2 separate regions of the Mus musculus genome follow, and region 2 is linked to region 1. A link is a contact called in public HiChIP or PLAC-seq data. All regions are on one chromosome and are shown on one strand. The core of a region is the stretch at or near the end of the contact, and the rest is flanking DNA. Distances in the headings are between cores, read along the strand shown. Region 1 has its middle 14 kb from the start of Gm52123. Region 2 has its middle 54 kb from the start of Gm24981.

The links. HiChIP or PLAC-seq counts read pairs in DNA pulled down with a chosen protein or histone mark.
Region 2: an HNF4G HiChIP or PLAC-seq map of pancreatic cancer cells shows a contact between it and region 1. The contact joins two enhancer-like sites. A contact is called at or near these places in 1 of 484 Hi-C or Micro-C datasets (cortical neurons) and 2 of 115 datasets of contacts at active chromatin or transcription factors (embryonic basal ganglia and pancreatic cancer cells).

What each region holds. Positions count from the first base shown.
Region 1 is chr14:67,097,113-67,102,656 of GRCm38.p6, reverse strand. No RefSeq gene overlaps it. Among named protein-coding and RNA genes, the nearest start is that of Gm52123, 14 kb to the right of the region's middle. Within about 2 kb of position 1,821, at least 69 of the 459 cell types and tissues checked have an H3K27ac peak or open chromatin away from gene starts, as enhancers often do. A contact at or near this core is called in pancreatic cancer cells, where this site is marked.
Region 2 is chr14:67,618,146-67,623,430 of GRCm38.p6, reverse strand. No RefSeq gene overlaps it. Among named protein-coding and RNA genes, the nearest start is that of Gm24981, 54 kb to the right of the region's middle. Within about 2 kb of position 1,775, at least 28 of the 459 cell types and tissues checked have an H3K27ac peak or open chromatin away from gene starts, as enhancers often do. A contact at or near this core is called in pancreatic cancer cells, where this site is marked.

The DNA of each region.
Region 1 (5,544 bases), core at 572-3,071:
ATTTTTTTAATTTATTTTTTGAGACAAAGTCTCCCTATACAGATCTGGTTGGCCTGGAACTCCCTATGCAGACCAACCTGTCCAGTTCATAGAGATCTACCTGCTTTTGCCTCCCAAACACTGGGATTAATTAAAATCATACACCACCATACTGCATCCGTCTCTATCTCAGAAAAGAAAAGGCAGATTAAAAAGATATAATAAATATATAATTATCTCCTTATCATCTGTCCTTGTTCCCGGTGCAATATCTATGTATTTGTAAGTACCGAGTATCTTAAAATTGGTTCTACTTGTGTGTCAGCAGGAAAGAGAATCTGCTTAAACCAGGACTCCCAGGTGCCTAAAGTTCACTCCTGGCTGCCTGGACCTTTCTTCCCCCCCCCCCCCCCCCAAGACTGGGTTTCTCTGTATAGCCCTGGCTGTCCTGGAACTCACTCTGTAGACCAGGCTGGCCTCAAACTCAGAAATCCGCCTGCCTCTGCCTCCCAAGTGCTGGGATTAAAGGCGTGCGCCACCACCACCGGGATGCCTAGACCTTTCTTAGCGGTCATGAGCAGCATACACTTTCTGGGCATGAGAACAATCTTACTACTTTGATATTTTAATTTTGCCCCAGCCCCACCCCTACTGAGAACACCCTCCTCCTGTAAAAACGTGATCATGGTATTCTCCTGGAAGGCAGAGGTAAACAAGCAGTTACCAGGAACCCTGGCACTGCAAAGAACAATCAGACGTATCAGAGACGGAAAAGTGCCTATCACCACAGATTTCCTTTGGGGTTGAAGTTTTGCCTTTTATGCCCCCAAGTGATCAAAATTCTGTATGGACTTGAATGTCCCAGCATGTGCGTAGAGGCCAGAAGACAGCTTGCAAGAGTCAGGTCACTCCTTTTACCATGTAGGTCCTCTTAGGTTTTGACCTCTGGTCATCAGACTTGGCAGCGTGTGCCTTTACCTGCTCAACCACGTCAGCAGCCCCAGGTTTTATTTTGGGTTGGTTTTTTTCCAGTGCTTTTTTTTTTTTTTTTTTTTTTTTCTGTCCTCCTCACCAAGATATTCCTAATGTCACAGGTACCTGAGGCTGTGACAGGCAATCAAGTGTAGACTAATTCTAGGCAATGAGCAATCTCTATGACTCGGTGACTTCCCTCCCCAGCTCTGGCCTCTTAAATGCTACCCTGAGAAAACAAAAGTCTTATTTCTCTGGGAAAGACAAATTTATAAGGCTGTTCTCTTGGAATTTATCCCTATCCAGAACACGCTGACATAGAAGTGATAACAGTTAAATTTAGAAAGTTCCTTCTCAAACCAAAGAATGCTCAAGCTGAGAGGAAAAATAGAGCCTGCGCAGGCCCGGTCTTTCGTTCCTTCTTTCCACAGCAAAGGAAATAGAAGCCTGGCAAGGTCAGCTGGGCTGTCCAAGGCCACATGGGAAAACATGCTGCTTTCTTCACAACTGGCCAGTAAATGTCTACGGTGTGTCCAGCACGTCCTGCACCAGGGTGTCAGCGAGAAAGGGTTCAGGCCAGAATGTGAGCCAGGCTAGAATTCAAGCTCTGGGCTGCCCCTCCCCCTCCATGCAAGGGTGTAAAGGCTCTCATGCTCTCTCTCTCTCTCTCTCTCTCTCTCTCTCTCTCTCTCTCTCTCCAAGACCTCTGGCCTAATCTCCTCAGAGAATTACCATTCAGACTGAGAAAAATTAGAGAATTCTCTGGAAAGAGCATCGTTTATCCTTGGTTCCTTCTGGAGGGAGTGAATAGAAGGACATTTGGGGAAGAGCCAAGGACATGACTGTGTCTTTACTCACAGAGATGATGCCACTGCCCTGAGCCTAAGGGCCCTGGGTCCATTAACTACACAGACAGTCCTCCTATGATCTTGTACCAACCCGAGAATCAAGAGGAAGCCCAGGGCCTGAACACTGTGGCCATGGAATATAATGCCATGAGAGCCCAGACAGACTTGGCCAGCCTACTGGAGGGTCCCACTGAGATTTTTGTTGCTGCAGGAGTGAACTCAAGGATTGAAGCATCAAACCAACACTGACTCCAGGTAGTCAGGCCCAGTGCCCAGTGTCTTTACCTCTCCAGCAACCTCTCCAGCCTCTATTTTTGGGTTTTGTCAATAGGGTCTCATGTATCCCAGGCTGGTCTCAAACTTACAATGGAGCTAAAAATGACCTTGAACTTCTGATCTGCTCCTTCTCCCTCCGGACTGCTGCGACTGTCAGCATGCACCACCATTCCCAGCTTCGGTATTTATTTTAGCTGCATGATTTCACAGGAACAGTGTGAAGTAAAATGACATGAGTCACAAAAGCCTTTCTGGAGGAGAAATCCCAGAATACCAGCAATGACAGGGGAAGCAAAAAAAAAACCCTCAAAAACATGTAACTATGCCAGCTGGGAGCGACTACACATGCCTGTAACCCCCAGCACACAGGATGTTGAAGCAGGAAGATCAGAAGTTCATGTCCAGCTTCAACTAAATAGTGATCCTGAGGCCAGCCTGTGCTACATAAAGCCCCCATCTTAAAGTGGGGGTGGGGGTGGGGAGAAAACAAATATTAAAGGAGGTGAGGCTTTTAGGCAATATTTTCCCCCAAATTTCTGTTAGTATGTATGTGAAACGAGCCTCTATAATTCCCAGAAAGGAACCTTGAATTGTGTGTAGAATATAAAACTTTGCCTACAAAGGCTGAAATGAACATTTCCAAAGATCTTGAAGAGGACCCATTCTTTCCATCCACTATGTGATTACCCGGGATTGACCTCAAGTCATGAGGCACAGCAGCAAAGCACCTTTACCTACTGAGCTATCTCACCGGGCCCTTTGTTTGTCAACCGTAACTTGTTTGTCACCGTAACTGAGCATTTCAGAGCTTCTGCTTTGCTATTCAAACCTTTCCTCCCATGTAAATTAACTCCTTCTGCTTCATTTACCTTTTGAAAGCCCTCCTCCATTCCAGCCTTGCGGTGGCAAGACAGAAGCCTGTGGTTATACACACTGGCACTCTCAGCACCTAGGAGGTGAGGTGGCAGAAGGATAGAGGGTGTGAGAGCAGCCTGGGCTACATAGTGTCAGCAAGTTCAAAGGCAGCCCGAGTTACGCGGCAACATCTAAGAAATGAAAGATAAGATAAAACAAGAAGTCCACAAGGGTGACCCAGGGAGTCAGGACACCAATGCCAAACCTGACAAGCTGACTAGAGCCTGGGACCCACCTGGCAGAAGGAGAGGACTGACTTCTGTAAGTCATCCTCTGACCTCCACAGTGGGTGCATGCATATATGTGTATGCATACACACACACACACACACACACACACACACACACACACACACGCACACGCACACGCACACGTACACGCATGTGCACATATACCGGCAGATATACACACAATTTAAATTATAAATATATATTTATGTCAAAATATATATTATAAATATATATAAAGTATATATATACTGAATAACTAAATATTAATGTGACAAAAAGATTAAAATAAGAACAATGGTGGTGTCTCCCAGTAGTAAAACCTTGTCTATTGTGTATGAGACCCTGAGTTCAGTCCCTAGCATGAAAAAATAAAATGTAAAAGCCTCAAACTAAATTCATTGAAAATCTTGTTTAATGTACAGTTTGATTTTCAAAATAATTTTAGGCACATACTATTAATCTTTAGCATAACAAAGTACTCATGAGATTTTTATAATTAAGGTACCAATAGGGCATTGGTTTAAAAATAAATAAATAAATAAATAAAATCCAGGTTTTTAAAATATTGTGAAAATTTTCAGGCATTAGCAAAATATTATAATGGGCCCTCATTTTCCTACTCATATTATTTTAACTAGTTTAAGGTAACTTGGCATACATGGAAAAACACAGATTTTATTTTTCTTTTCCCTTTCTCTCTCTGTTCATTGCTGTTTCTTTCAGTATTAGAGACTGAACCCTGGGCCTGAATCAAGCTAGGCGAAGCGAGAGGCTCTCTACAACTGAGCTGCATCCCAACTGACCTTTTTTTGTTTTGTTTTGTTTTTTTAAATCTTTTTAATCTTTTTAAATTTATAGCTTTCCATCTTTGTAGCAGAAGTCTGGCTCCATGGCCTTCTGAATGGAAAGGCCACTGAGTGATGAGTTCCTACCTCCCTTGTCTGAGTCACTCTCCCCCCCCCCCCCCCCCCGAGAGATCTATCCTTAAAAGGCTCTCACTTCCCTAAGCTGGGGGAGAAAAAAAAAAGTAAGCTTGCTTCCTCCCATTGGCAGGAGATGAATCAGCACAAAAGGAAATTGTCCTTGCCCAAGCTCATCTGATCCCCTGGGCTGGGTGTGTGTGGTATCGAGTGAGCGATGGGGAGGGAGTTGGTATCTTCTCGGGAACCACTCTGAGAGGTGAACAATGCCATGCATGCTGACTGGCCTGTGAGGTTAGAACTGTTGACACACACCTTGCCAATTAGAATTGTCCCAACCTGTAGGGAAAGCTCAGCTACTTCCAGATAATCAACAGGGCAAGTAGGGAAACTGCCCATGCCTAGGTGGCTTCAAATACACAAGGTCAGAGGATTGTTTAACTGTGACACGCAGCGTGCACTTGAGTGACACACCAGCTCCCGGAAAAGCTGGAACACTCATCTCAACTGAAGTGGCTTTCAGGGAAGAGCTTTGAAGGCCACAAGAAGTCCCAGTACCAGGATGTACAAAGAGTCATCCGTGGCTGGACCCTAACGATCCGGCTGAGCCCACTGAAGTTGTCTCAGCTCTAGCCGAGGTGCTGCCCTTAAGTAATCTCTGCAGACCCTCTGTCTTCTCACGGGCAAAAAGAAGCACAGAACACATTGGGCTCTTCCCCTTCTAAGCCCAGCCGTTGAGCCACTTTTCCCTTTCCTTCCATCAGCTTTCCCGAAGATAAGAGGAAGAAAGCTGATGGATAAGTCAGCTCTCTAAAATAGCCAGCCCGTGGGAATCCTGTAGGGTGTGTGTGTGTGTGTGTGTGTGTGTGTGTGTGTGTGTGTGTGTGTGCGCGCGCGTGCGTGACCAAGTACACGGGCACATATACCAGTTATATTGCTATTAGGTGAAGCAAAGACTCTGTCTTTGGTGGGTAGAGAGAGGAAAGCAGTCTGCTCTTCATGTTTCCCAGCTTTGTAGAAAAAAAAAAATCCGTGCAACCAAAAAGAAGAGCAAGACAGAGGATGGGAAGGCAGTGGGGGACGAGGGAGGGAGGGAGCCGAGCTCTCAGCACTGAATTTAAAAAGGGATGAGGGCGCAGTTAAGAGGGAGGCTGAAAGGGAGCCAAGAAATAAAAATATGCTGGGGATTTTAAACTGGGTGTAGCCACAGCTGGGTAAAGCCTACTCTTCCACTCAGACTGGCTTTTTCACTTTGGCCTGCCCTTCCCCTTCCCCTCCCCCTCCCCACCCAGACCCATTCTGAATTCTTTCGAGGCTCCCATCCCTTCCACCCCCTCTTCCTCGGCAGAGAAATTATATAGGAGCCAGGGAGGAAGTGACACATGTTCCTGCTTGAATGGAACA
Region 2 (5,285 bases), core at 526-3,025, 520 kb before region 1:
TTAGGTGGTATTGTGGTCAGGATTGTACAATGCTCTGCAGATATACTGAAATCATTAAACTATACGCCCACAGCAAGCAAATTTTGTGCTGTGTGAATTAATATCTTGATAAGCTACTAAAATCAAAATACAACAGAAAGCTAAGGCTGGGAAGGCAGGATGTGGTACGGTGGGAAATTTCAGATCTAACTGATCTGGACTCTGGATTCAGTTTCTCAGGATGTAATAACCAAACACCACACGCTGGGCGTCTTCCACTGATGATGTTTGTGTTCGTGTGTTCTGGAGGCTGTGAGTCTGATACCAGGCTGCTGCCAGCGGGGCTGTTTTCTTTGGCGGCCTTAGGATTTGGCTTGTAGGTGGTCACCTTCCCTTCCTGGTCTTCATGTGGCCATCATGTCTGTGTCCTCATGGTTTTTTTAAGAAGGATACCACTCAAGTGGGACCAGGTTCCTCCAGCCTTTTTTCAATTTTAGCCCACCTTTTCTCACTCAATGTAATTAGGTTATGAGTTACTGAGAGCTCAAGCTTTGGAGAGACATATTTTAGTCCATGATAACCTACAAAAATTATGCTCATTTGCCTTTTTAGTCAATAGAAGACCACTATTATGTTTTTTAAAATCCAGTGTTAAACATTTATGGTTATAATATTATATATACATGTATATTATATCATATATATCATATATATGATATATATAATACAATATGTAATATATCACATAGTATGTGATATATTATATATACTATAAATACCATGATATGATAATAGTAACCATATATATAATATCATATATAGATGATACAATATCAATATCTTATATATGACATCACTATCATTATATATGATAAATATATGATATTTATTCTGGATTTATTAGTGTAGGACCGTCTTTCAGTTTTTGAAACAGGGACCTGTGTAACCTAGGCTGGCCTTGAACCTGCTTTGGAGTGGAGGATGACTTCCAACCCCTGATCCTCCCCTCCCAAGCCCCGGGATTAGACGAGTGCACCACCTCACCCAGTTTTATGTTTTGCCCTAGCAGAAGAGAACTGAGCACATTCTGATTTCTACAGATAAGCATTTGCAAATGGTAATGATTTAAAATAAATAGCTCATCATGCAATCTCTGGATACTCCTCAAATACACTGATGCAGAGCCCAAAAGAGAAAAAGTTGAGTTAAAAAACAATGAAGATGAATTACAAACTAATAACTTTAATATCTGTTAGTCATCTTTATCACTAAGTGATAAGTGAAATAAGAAAGCACCCAAGATGTGTAATATATACGATTGTGGTTGCAGATGTAATGCAATCTCCACTCTTGTCATAGCTTTCCTGATTGTTGCAAATGGACTCGGGCTTGTGCTGAGAGAGGGGGCGTCTGTTTGCTTGTGGAGGGTGGCTTCTCTTCCCAGGTTTTGCTGTGGCTTTTCTTCTGAGTCAGAGAGCAGCCAGTTCACGCAGAAGGAACACACACATGCTGTGTTACCCGAGGGGCTGTACAGAGGACAGAGTTTGCAAGATGTCCAGACAGCACAGGTTAGCTTATTGGCATTCTGATATGTTCAGTTTTGACATCTGAGACATCTGATAGTCCATTTAACTTTCCGGGGCAGGCAAACCTCAGTTTTAGAGATACTTGACCTGGATGCCTGTGGACTCCCATACAATCAGCCCATCAGGGCTTCACAGTCTGAAGCTGCCTGTAGTGTGTCCTAGACTCACCACAGTGCCATGTGGTCTGTGTCATTGACATCTGACCACTGGTGACCAACCTGACCACTGGCCTTGTTTGGGTTGATCAGAGCAAGAAACCCAGACACGAGCCCATTGAATGAAAGCCCAGTGTGTTCTTAAGGAAAATTCCAGGATAATTGGATCTAAATGCTTCCTCCTGTTAACTAACCCTTAGACTTCAAGGACACAGGAGAGCCCCTGTTATCTCTTTACAAATCAGCCACAGATCTTAGAAAGAATTGACTGTCACTCAAGACTGCCCTTAAGTCTGCTTCCTCCCTCAATTACGGAAGCCTTTGCAGAGCCGAGGCCAAATGAGTCTATAAAAAGGACTTATTTACCACTTGGCACTTACCCGCCAGCACTGTGTACTCTCTCTCTGTTTCTCTGGTTCACATTTATTCTCTCCACACCCTGTTTTCCCATCTTTTAAACCAATTAGGGAACTGTAGGTTTGGCCCAAGTACCACAAAAGCTGTTCTTTTTGAGCACTGAATTTTTCAGTCAACAAGGAGAGGCCAGCCAAGATCCCTTTATCTCAAAGACAAACAAAAGCAGCTAATGAGGGAGGTGGGAGGGCTGGAGGTGGTGCATTCTGGAAGCTTTACTCATTCTTTGGAGGAGATAGCATGATTTTATGCAAATTGGGATTCTATGCACTGGATCGGCTCAGCCAAGAATCTTGCTAACTTACAGCTCTGCCCCACTGGATGGCAACAGAGAGCTATCTATGCCTTGGTCTCTGTAGTTGGAATATCTTTCCCTCTTGCTGAAGGGGAATGAATCTTTCTAGTGGAACAATACTAAGAATTTTGCCCAAGAAGAACTGATTCTTGCCTCAGTTCTCCTTTTGCAAAGTTAGCCTATGTTTCATATTCAACATGCTTGTATTTTTTTAATTTATTTATCAGGACAATGAGCTTGACACATATGACTGGTGCATTGAATTCATAGGTTCCACATCCTCATATCCAGCCAGCAGAAGATTGGGACTATTAAAAAAAATCTGTATATATGCTCAACACATACAGATTTTTTTTTTACCTTGTCATCTTTGCCTAAAGAGCATGGGACCATAGCTACTTGCATAACATTTCCATTGTGTTGGTAGGTGTTAGAAATAATCTGGAGATGCGTTACTCTACATGAAGGTTGCACAGAGGTGATGCACAGATGCTACACCATTTTATAGAGGAATTTCAGCATCAACAGATTTGGGTGTTTGGGTGTCCAGGGATCAGTTTCTGTGGATACCAAAGGATGACAGCACTGTATTGTGTTTCCCAAGAAAACCACAAAGCCAAATTTCCTCTTCTTTCTTTTAATGATATGTATTGCTTTGAAAATACCCCACCCCCACCCTCAGTAGCTGCACTAGCTGGGTATGAAATTGAAGGCAACAGTAAGACTTGGCTTTGGTCAGATTTCATGCTGAGTCTCCCACTCGGAGCAAGTCACTGACTGGTCTGAGCAACCAGAGGAGAGCATGATGTTGATGGGGCTGGGCAGTGGAAGGGAGGAACAGCGGTGCTCACGTGGCTTTCCACACAATGGGAGAAGAAACCTGCCATATCCACTCAACACCATAGCCTGGGAAAGCTGGTGCTCTCCAGGACTCAGCAGTTGACACTGTTTAAAAGTTCAAACGATTGGTGAGGAGATATGGAGCAAAGAAGAGAGACCAGGAAACGGGACTTCTGTCGTAGCCATAATGCTACCAGAAGAGCCAAGAGTGCCCTTTGAGTTCACTGTGCAAAGAGCAGCCTGTTGCAAACTTGCCTGGCATGAGGGAGAGAAGGGGAAAGAGAACTCGGGGGAACAAGGAGACCAGAAAGAAGAGGAGAAAGAAGGGTGGGGCTGGAAGATGACAGAAAGTCACGATGAAGGTCACCCACCCTGGCTAGAAGCCCAGAACCTCAGGTCCAGGGCCATCTGCTTGGCTCCCTGCTTGAGTACCCTCAATCCCTAGTTGAGTGCAGGGCACGGGCAGAGCTAGATGATAACCATTGGTAAGTTCAGAGGTCCTTGGGCTGACCCTTGAGAGGAAATCCTTGTGGCTGATGGATATGTAGCCCGGGAAGTCTCTTTGAGGACTTAGAAATCCCCAAACACCTCCTCTCGTCTCTGCCTAGCTGAGAGTTGGAGCAGGGCTGTACAGGATTCCAAAACCACTTCACCCAGGATCAGCTGATGACTGTTCACGCCTGTGGCCCGAGGCTCTACAGAGGGGTCCAGGCCAGCGCAGAGCCTGTCTGGCCTAGGAAGCAGTCCTGGCAGAACCAGGAGGAAGAAAGACAAAGACCCTGAATACTGCAGTGGGAGACTTCAGAAGATACAACTGGGAGGTCCAAAGAAGTCAGAACTGAGGAGTGGACTTCTCTGGGGATGTCTTTTGAATTGAATCAAGTAGTATCAGTTCGTATTTACATAACCTTATATAACAAGCCAAACAAAAGAAGATACTTCGGGGCCAAGAGCATATTGAAAAGACAAGAGAGGGAACTTCTCAGGAGAGAAGACAGAATTCAGGGCTATCTTTGGATTAAATAAGAAACTGCTTGTATATTTAAAGCCATTCCACACTCATTTATTGCGTTTGAAAACAGTTCCCGGATGGCAGCGTTGGGGACACGAGCTGTTTCTGAGCCCATTTTCGGCTTCTCGTTTGTCTAATGAGCGATTTGAGCTTTTGCTTCGGTACCCAGAAAAGATAACACTGTACGCCGGTATAGGACATGGCACAGTCCCAAGCATCACTATGCCTGTCTGACCCAGGCAACTACTACCCTGTCAGGAGGGCTCGGCTCACATTTCTGACTCTCCAAGTGCAGATATTTCAGAAAGTGCAAGGTGACTTAACCAGAGTCACACTTGCATATAGATGCCCCAGTATAGGGGAATCAAGGGCAGGGAGGTGGAAGTGGGTGGGTGGGTGGAGGAACACCCTCATAGAAGCAAGGGGAGGGAGGATGTGTTAGGGTGTTTCTGGGAAAGAGGGATACCAGGAAAGGGGATAACATTTGAAATGTAAATAAAGAAAATATCCAATAAAAAAAAAGAAAGGCCTCGAGACTCTAAGCCTAGTGTCTATTTCACACAGTTCAACGATCGTTTCTGCATAATTTACAGGCTCAGGTATCCATAAGCTGCTTTAGTAAATATTTATTTTTACCTTTTAGCATTGTCATTATCCTCTGCCTCCCTTTATAAAGCAACACCATAGCTCAGCATCAGAGACATGTCATAATGTCCTTTGCATCCATGGCAGTGTGTGAGAAGATTCCAGGGTAGAGGGATGGAGTAGGAGAATTGGAACTCCTTTCTACCTTTCCAGGACTGCAGCAAGCCCTTGACTTTGATCCTGGTCGCAGCTCACTACTCTCCTCTCCCTGTAGTTTGTGCATGTAAGGTATCTTCAGGAGACTAGGCAACTAGGCAACATACTACAAGGATTATTATTATTATTATTATTATTATTATTATTTCTTCTTCTTCTTCTTCTTCTTCTTCTTCTTCTTCTTCCTCTTCCTCTTCTTCCCC